Linked DNA regions of Mus musculus: regions 1 and 2 are each linked to region 3. The links are chromatin contacts, called in public Hi-C and HiChIP or PLAC-seq maps. All regions are on one chromosome and are shown on one strand. Each heading gives the region's core, a stretch centred on a gene start, on an enhancer-like site or on the middle of the called end of the contact. The rest is flanking DNA. Distances are from core to core; before and after follow the strand shown. Region 1 has its middle 130 kb from the start of Gm41323. Region 2 overlaps Ext1 (exostosin glycosyltransferase 1). Region 3 overlaps Gm41323 (a long non-coding RNA gene).

The links. HiChIP or PLAC-seq counts read pairs in DNA pulled down with a chosen protein or histone mark. A called contact is a pair of places that touch in the nucleus more often than the background predicts.
Region 1: a Hi-C map of muscle stem cells shows a contact between it and region 3, with 1.9 times the contacts expected there. The contact joins two enhancer-like sites. A contact is called at or near these places in 1 of 15 datasets of contacts at CTCF or cohesin (the NIH/3T3 cell line), 7 of 484 Hi-C or Micro-C datasets (adipose-derived mesenchymal stem cells, cumulus cells, embryonic fibroblasts and 4 more) and 1 of 115 datasets of contacts at active chromatin or transcription factors (embryonic fibroblasts).
Region 2: a CTCF HiChIP or PLAC-seq map of the NIH/3T3 cell line shows a contact between it and region 3, with 11 read pairs. The contact joins two enhancer-like sites. A contact is called at or near these places in 1 of 15 datasets of contacts at CTCF or cohesin (the NIH/3T3 cell line), 8 of 484 Hi-C or Micro-C datasets (the C2C12 cell line, adipose-derived mesenchymal stem cells, embryonic fibroblasts and 4 more) and 1 of 115 datasets of contacts at active chromatin or transcription factors (pancreatic cancer cells).

The regions. Positions count from the first base shown.
Region 1 is chr15:53,062,471-53,065,216 of GRCm38.p6, forward strand. No RefSeq gene overlaps it. Among named protein-coding and RNA genes, the nearest start is that of Gm41323, 130 kb to the left of the region's middle. Within about 2 kb of position 1,366, at least 30 of the 459 cell types and tissues checked have an H3K27ac peak or open chromatin away from gene starts, as enhancers often do. A contact at or near this core is called in muscle stem cells, where this site is marked.
Region 2 is chr15:53,111,484-53,114,183 of GRCm38.p6, forward strand. The region is part of intron 1 of Ext1 (exostosin glycosyltransferase 1); the gene reads right to left. Among named protein-coding and RNA genes, the nearest start is that of Gm41323, 180 kb to the left of the region's middle. Within about 2 kb of position 1,423, at least 114 of the 459 cell types and tissues checked have an H3K27ac peak or open chromatin away from gene starts, as enhancers often do. A contact at or near this core is called in the C2C12 cell line, the NIH/3T3 cell line, adipose-derived mesenchymal stem cells and 4 more, where this site is marked.
Region 3 is chr15:52,927,303-52,930,100 of GRCm38.p6, forward strand. All of the region lies in intron 2 of Gm41323 (a long non-coding RNA gene), which reads right to left. Among named protein-coding and RNA genes, the nearest start is that of Gm41323, 4.9 kb to the right of the region's middle. Within about 2 kb of position 1,254, at least 58 of the 459 cell types and tissues checked have an H3K27ac peak or open chromatin away from gene starts, as enhancers often do. A contact at or near this core is called in the C2C12 cell line, the NIH/3T3 cell line, adipose-derived mesenchymal stem cells and 4 more, where this site is marked.

The DNA of each region.
Region 1 (2,746 bases), core at 116-2,615, 140 kb after region 3:
GATGGCTCAGTGGTTAAGAGCATTGACTGCTCTTCCAGAGAGTTCAATTCCGAGCAACCACATGATGGCTCACAACCATCTGTAACTGGATCTGATGGCCCCTTGTGCTGTGTCTGAAGATATCTACAGTGTACTCACATACATAAAATAAACAATAATTCTAGAAAAACCACAAAACAAAGAAACAAACAAACAAGCCCCCTGCTAAGTCTTGAACCTGCTGGACTGCATAATGACCACTAGATCTCTTCTGTATCTGCCAGAGTACAGCTGTGTCTGGAAGAGCAGGCACATTGTTTCAATCTTTCTTGCAGTACTTTGAGTTCTGAAAGCCAGAAAGATGGCTCAAAGTTGGGGGAGGCCGGTATAGGATGACTCAGGTGTCCACAAATAACTTCCAGTCCTCTCGCCAGTAGACTTGGTGGAACTGCTTGGACCATAAAGCAGCACCATCTGTAATTTGCAATTTGCTCCAGGTATTTCTGTAAGCAATAGCACTCCTTGAAACATCTGTGAGGTGGGCTGGGACCTAATTTAAAAGTAACTTACCCAACTAGCCTTCTCATTTGTCCTCCAACTGGGGAATGATTCTATCATGAGTCATAGTCTGGGGCCAGATTTTGTAAAGTTGGAAGTCAAGAATGGGCCCAGTCATTTCTAAGCCAGAACTCAGGTGCCTTACACTTGCATTCTCTAACCACATCCTGACTTCACACAGTGCTTGGTATACGGTCATTGTCCATATATTTATTTACATGCATGCATGCATGTAGGTATATAAACATACATACATACATATATACATACATACATACATACATACATAATACACATTTTGCTACACTTTTACAGAAGAACAAATTGAAATACATAACAAAAAACTTTGATGGATGTCACAAAACAAACCAAAATTCCAAATGAAATTTGCCCTTTTCTCCATTCCAAGTATGAGAAGGTGGTGACTTATGCCTCTCCTCGAGAATATGTAAATATAGTGTAGAAGAGTAGTGGAGATGGGGAGGAGATACCACTAGAGTAAAAAGGAGGCAAAGAGGAACAAGTGTGAAAAAGAGGCTCATTACCACCACCAACCCTCACTATAGTAGCCCTGAGTGGTAGCTGTAGCACACCTGGGTGCATTTTTAAAACCTTTTGAGAAATGCCAGTCTAATAAATTCTTTGCCAGCCAGTAATTCATGAGCTCCAGGCAGTAGTTGAAACCAAGTGGGGGTAATGGCCACAGCTGTCAGGCTCCAGATGCTCTGGGACCCAGCCCTGCCACTTTGTCCCAGCATTCATATGGAGGAACACTGTGAACTGGGCACATCACCACCATCCACTTGGGCAATTTCCAACAGTACAGCTGCATCTGGCCTGGAAGATGACTGTTGTTGGGTGCTGGGCTGCAGCCCAGCTGTGAGAGTTAGGCCTCCACCCAAGCATATTCAATGGAACCTCATGTGCCTGACTTCCCCAGAACCCTCATGGAAATGTTAGGATTTTCAAAACATTAGTTCTTTCTGGATCTTCTGTACCCAACAGGGAAAAAAATGGAATCAGACCCACATAGATGAAAAGTCATGTCATTTATTAATAATTTCTCTTTTTATTCTTCTATAAATCTGAAGGAAAAAGTCTTTGGTGACACTCTATAAAACAATCTATCTTAAATGGCAAAACCCAGACATAAAGTTACACAGGTCAGTGACGTAAATCAAGATCTATGGCTTTGAAATTTCTTGCACTCTCTCACACACTTTAGGACTCAATTGCACTAAATCATTAATACTCTGTAACAAATGTGGAAAACACTCCAAAAAAGACCTGTGTTGACACCACAATAACATTGGCCATGTATTAGAAAAAGGGTCCCAAATGTACATTGTATACAAAATAAGATTTACTATTTTTTGTTACAATTTGCCACCTAAAATAGTTCCAGTTTTCCATGTCTTTTTTTTTTTAACTCTCAGCATATCCTATACATTTTTACTTAGCATAAATATACAGTTCATTTCGTGGTAACCAGGTCATTTGCATGGCCCTAATTTTAGTAATAATTACAACTAAAATGAGAGGAATGTGCTCCTATAGAACAGAATGCTATTGCAGAAATCAAATGACCTTTGAGATCTGAAAGGCAGATCAATACAAAAATAGTGTGCCTGGAAGGCCAGCTTGACTTGATTTTAAACAACAATAAGACTCTGCCTACCAAGTATCTCACCCATGCTGTTGATCTAGAACATATTGGCACTCTAGGACAGTGACAACTATAGCCTCAGCTAAGTAAAAAGAAACAATATCCTTTGATTTTTGGAAAGGGCAAAGAGGAGACATGGCTTCCAGCCAGAAATCACCTTTACTATCAAAACCCACAGGTTTCGTATCCAGAGTTCCTGGATATTATTACCGAACTGATGGGGTAAACCCGTCTTAGGATGTTTCATCCCACTTCACCCTTTCAATGGAAACATGGAGTCTAGGAATAATTTCATTACCATTTGATGGTTTAAAGTAGTGAGTGAGATGTGTTCAATGTAGTTCAGCATTCAGGTTTTGCCCACTGAGAATTTAATCCAAAGCAACTTTGTTCCCATCAAACTTGCAGGCAACAGCCAAAGGTCTTTCTTGCTTACAGCTAGTCAGCAATGGAGGACACATTTTAAAGGCCCATGTCCACAGCTGTCAGGATCCAGGTAAGTGAATTTACCAACTGTAGCCCTGGCTGTATGCTGGTGATGGA
Region 2 (2,700 bases), core at 173-2,672, 180 kb after region 3:
GGAAAAAGACAATCTCCTGAAGCAGAAATACTTTCAAATCATCCATCTCCTAAGAAACTTTGTCTAAAACCATGGCCCTCTACTTTCCGAAGTCTGTGACCCTTTAATATAGTTCCTTATGTTGTGGTGACCCTAAACATAAAGTTATTTCATTGCTACTTCATAACTGTAATTTTGCTACTGTTGTAAATTATAATGCAAGTATATTATATGTGACCTCCGAAGGGTTTGAGGCCCACAGGTTGAGAAACACTGGTCTAGACTATGGAAAAAACACTTCTGATACAACAATAAGAGAATCCAATGTAAACATGGGCTAACAATTTGAACTGATATTTTTCCCAAAGAAAATGAATAAAGCACCAAGAAGAACACAGGAAGATACTGAGTATCGTTAGTCATTGAAGGAACGGAAATCAACCCAAAACACAAGGAGGTGCCACTTGCTCCCTGCAGGACAGTGTATGATCTAAGAGGACACATGAGAACAAGCACAGATAGAAACATGGAAAACAAGAAAAACAAGAGCTCTTCCTTGGGGGCTACAATGAGAGGAAAATGGTAAGGCTGTTTTGGGGACAATCTGGCAGTTCCTTCTCAAACTAAAAATGGACTTTTCATATGACCCAGCACTGTACTTAGGCATTTATCCCAGAGAAATGAAGGCATTTTTACATAGGAGAACTGTCCACAAATGTATACACTGGATACCCTTCCAAGTATGAATGAGGCAAGATTGTGGTATACACATAGCCTAGATCACTTCTCAGATGAATAAAACATAATGAAGTAAAAGAACACGGATCAAACTACTTAAGTACACAAGGACCTCGAGGATGCTAATGCCGAGTCCAAAGCCACCCTCTAAAGGGTACACACTACATTGCTCCATTTTCATAACACTTGTGACAGCATATAACGACGGGGCCGGAGAACGGAGTAGTCGCTACCATTGGTTAGAGGTGGGGGAGACAGACTTTATAGGTCAAGTGGGGAGACAATCTTCTAAAGTAGACCAGTTCATCTTATTAAGTCAGGAGATGTAAGACATGCTATAATCACATACAACTTAAAACACACACACACACACACACACACACACACACACAGTGAGACAGGAGAGGTATCAACTGCTTTCAGAGAATTTGCAGCTTCAGCTGGTAAACCAGTTGTCTCCCCTTTGTGGCATTACAGTCCACACTCCAGAGGTAATGATGCAGGAGATAGAAGAGCCTTTCTAAGTGGCTCCACAGAAAATGTGCAATAAAAACGACATGACCCTGACTTTAACCTGGAAGCCAGTACCATGCAATAGGTATAATAGTTTTCTTCCTAGAGTTGTACTGAATAAGGTACAGAATATAACCCCATTTCAGATATGCTATGGAATGTTATTTGAAGTCTTCCCTCACCACATAAGATGACTCACTAATAGTGAGTCAGTGTGACTAGGCAAGGGAGACAGAGTGGTTCATACCATTCCACCAAGTGTTGTCCCTGCCACTTGTATCACCTGTGGTACCAGGGAACTGCACAGATCTCAGGATCACCCAGGCCTGCTGAATCCAGAACTCTTGGGAAAGAGCCTTGGATTCTATGTGAGTCCATTGTAATGCCCAGTACATTTTGTGCAGCAGGGAACTGGTAGCTAAAAACTTAGTAAACAAGAGCTCAGTGGTCAAGCAGCCAAACCTGGGTTCACAGTCTATGCTTACCATCCACAAACTGGGCAATCTTGGGAAATACTAATTTGTCTGGGCTTAGTTTCCTGGTTCATCCAAAGGGGTTGATCCTTCTACTGACCTGACCAAATGATACATTCTTTTCTTTTTCTTTTTAATTTCTTTTCTCCCTAGACAGGGTTTCTCTGTGTAGCCCTGGCTGTCCTGGAACTCACTTTGTAGACCAGGCTGGCCTTGAACTCAGAAATCCGCCTGCCTCTGTCTCCCGAGTACTGGGATTAAAGGTGTGCACCACCACGCCCGGCTTCCAAACGATACATTTTAATTAAAGTACAGCACCTTATGAGCATTTCTGCAAAAGATAGCTGTAATCACTTCAGCTGAAGGGAGCCAGCAGATTATCAGAAACACAGGCAGCTGTCAATGAGGAGACCTGGGCTGAAGAATCTGGAGTGTGGCTCTCCTGCGAGACCCCCATGCACATCTCTTAGCTTCTGTCAGTCTCAAAGCTGTGAAGCTCAAATGAAATTATGTACATGCAGTATAATCAGGAAAGTAGTATGCAATTGCAGGTTATTATGGCAAATTATATCAGAAGGAATGGAATAAACATTTTTTAAAAACTACCAACAATGAAAAAAACAAAAAAACAGTTTTGCAAAGACAGCCAAGAGACAAACGAGGAGCAGACCCGTTAAAAGAAAATGAAAGCAGAAGCCGCAGCTCCCCACACAGCAGCAGTGTGTAGTTTAAAAGCTTTCTCCTCATCAGAAGCTGTACAAGGAAGGAAGCCGCTGCTGTGGCTTGCTGTCTTCCCAGGGTTCCCACAGATCCTCTCTCACAAGCACGTTGGCCAAATGATCCTGCTTTTTCGCTAGCCACAGTGGACAGGCAAGAAGCCAGCAATGAGCCTCTAATCTTCAGACTCACACAATTCCAGGCTGCCTGAGGTGATAGTTTGTCTCGAGTATTTACTTATGAACTGGGTGAACATCACAGCTGCTCTTTTTCTGCCAGC
Region 3 (2,798 bases), core at 4-2,503:
CCAGGGCTACACAAAGAGAAACCCTGTCTCAAAAAAAAACAAAAAAGAAAGAAAGAAAGGAAGGAAGGAAGGGAGGGAGGGAGGGAGGGAGGGAGGGAGGGAGGGAGGGAGGGAGGGAGGGAGGGAAAGAGAAATTCTAAACATATTTTTAAAGTTATAGAAATATATTTGTAGCATAATGCTAATTTAAGTGGTACTATTCTAAGGCATATGAATATGCTTTCAGAGATCTTTCCCAAACCTTGTATTATCAAATGTTTGGCTAAAAATTCTTAACTGTTATTTTTAATTGCATTTATTTTCTTAATTGTATAGTATGTTCAAGGGTCTATACTTGGAGACAAGTCCATCAAAGGTCTAGAACTCAAATTAACTCAAATTTGGTCAAAAAATGCCTGCCCTATAGAATTGTCAGTGGGACTCCAACACATGGCTCTTTTGTACTTTTGGCTTTCTTCTTGAGGATAGAAGAACAATTGGCTTGCTCTGAGATAGCACTGGTAAGAGGTTTGTAAAGGGAGGGCCAAATCCTATAATAGAATTGTGTATGGTTTGGTGAAATAATAATAAAGACTGTGATATTGAAATAGGCACAGCAAAGAAAAGTGATAAGATCCATTAGTAATGTCTGCCATGAAGTTACTGGTTGCAGGCAACAACATGGAGAATGTTCTTATTATGGAGTCATTATTTCCTCTCTACCCTTCTAGCTCTAAAGCTCTGCAAGTGTTTTACTTTTTGACGATACCATTTAATTCATCTCAATTTACAGAAGACATGTATTAAGCTAATACCTAGTGAAATGGTGACATTGCTTCATTCCATGCCTTTCTGCCCCTCTCTATCACACAAAGCTATCAAGAAGTTCACAACGAATCACTTTTGAAAGGACAGCCTTTCAAATGGTTTGGTATAGTCTCGATTCTGCCTTTTTATCATTGGAATTTAGCTCAGGCTTTTAAAGACACTTTACCTTACCATCAGAATATTATTTCAATAACTCATTTCCTGGAGATGTTTGAAACATGGTTAATTATTGTGGGAATTTAAATACAGTGTCAAAGTAAATGATAGCAGGATTCTCTGGTCAGGCTCAAGGTTACAGGCAACCACATTACCCAACTATAGAGAAACATAATCATTCCTTTTCCCACAGATAACGAAGGTCTTCCTGTCATCCTACAGGAATCCCATTCCCTTCTCCTAGAGTGTAACCAGACACTTGGCCACAAAGAATAACACTCTTCTGCTTGGCTTGGCCTCAGGGTAATCAGTCAAGGCTAGGCAAGGCCAACAACCCCCAATGCTACAGTAACCACAGAAACCACACAGAACTTGGGTGGAACACGTGGTCTAGACAGTCATCATTTTCAACACAGGGAGATGAAGTCACACAGACTTTTCTCTCCTGAAAATAAAATGTTGAAATACAGCATTAGAAGCAAATGTTCTCCCAGAGGAGAAATGTTACCTTGAGAAGACAAGAGTCCATTCTAGATCCCCGGGTAAGAAAAAGCAAGCCTAATGGGACAGATTGCTGAAACGTATGACAAACCAGAATGTCCCAGTCTCACAGAAGGTAAAGGCAATGGGAAACTACAGGGGGAAAGATATTGTCATCTGAAAAAAATTTTTCCCAAAAGAAATACTGAATCACCCTAGTCCTGGAAGAGTGGGGACCCCCAGAGTTAGAGAAATAATAAACATTGAAATAAAAAGCATTGAAAAAAAAACTCCTGTCTGCAAGCATAATAGAGTATCATTAATAGTGTTAGGGATTGGTGCTTGCCCATGGGATGGGTCTCAAATTGGACCAGATATTGGTTGGTCATTCCCTCAGTCTCTGCTTTATCCCCCATGCCTGCAATTCTTGTAGACAGGATAAATTTGGAGTTGAAAGATTTGTGGGTAGGTTGGTGCCTCTATTGCTACACTGGGGTTCCTGTCTGGCTACAGGAGGTAGTCTCTTCAGGGTCCATATCCCCAATGCAGTGAGTCACAGCTAAGGTCACCACCATCGATTCTTGGGTGCTTCTCTTATCACAGGCCTCTATCTCATCCTGGAAATGCCCCCACCTCCTCACCCACATCAGTTTCAGGTTTCCATTCATTTTTATGGCCATCTAGTCATCTCTCCTGTCCTTTCTCACACTTGATCCTGAATCCCCCATCCCCCTCCCCATAAGCCCTCCCTCCTAGTTCCCTCCCTCTATTTGCCTCTTACAACTATTTTATCCCCCTTTTTAAGTGAGATTCAAGCTTCCTCACTTGGGCCTTCCTTCTTATTTAGTTCCTTGGGTCTGGGGAGTGTAACATGGTACCTGTATTTTAAGGCTAAGATCCACTATAAGTGAGTACATGCCATGCATGTCCTTTTGGGACTGGGCTACCTCACTCAGGATGATCCTCTCAGGTTCCATACATTTGCCTGTAAAATTCATGATGTCTTTGTTTTTTTAATAGCTGAATACTATTCCATTGTGTAGATGTAACACACATTCTTTAATCATTCTTTTTTTTAAATTTTTTTTATTAGGTATTTTCCTCATTTACATTTTCAATGCTATCCCAAAGGTCCCCCATCTTTAATCATTCTTAAGTTGAGGCTCCACCCAGCAGCCAACTCAGACAGATACAGATACCCACAGCCAAATAGTGAACTGAGTTTGAGGATTCTTATAGAAAAACAGGAGAAGGAATTACAGGCCCCAAAGGAACTAGGTACCCCACAGGAAGACTAACAGAGAGAATTAACATGGACCCTTGGGGCTCTCAGAGACTGAACCAACAACAAAAGA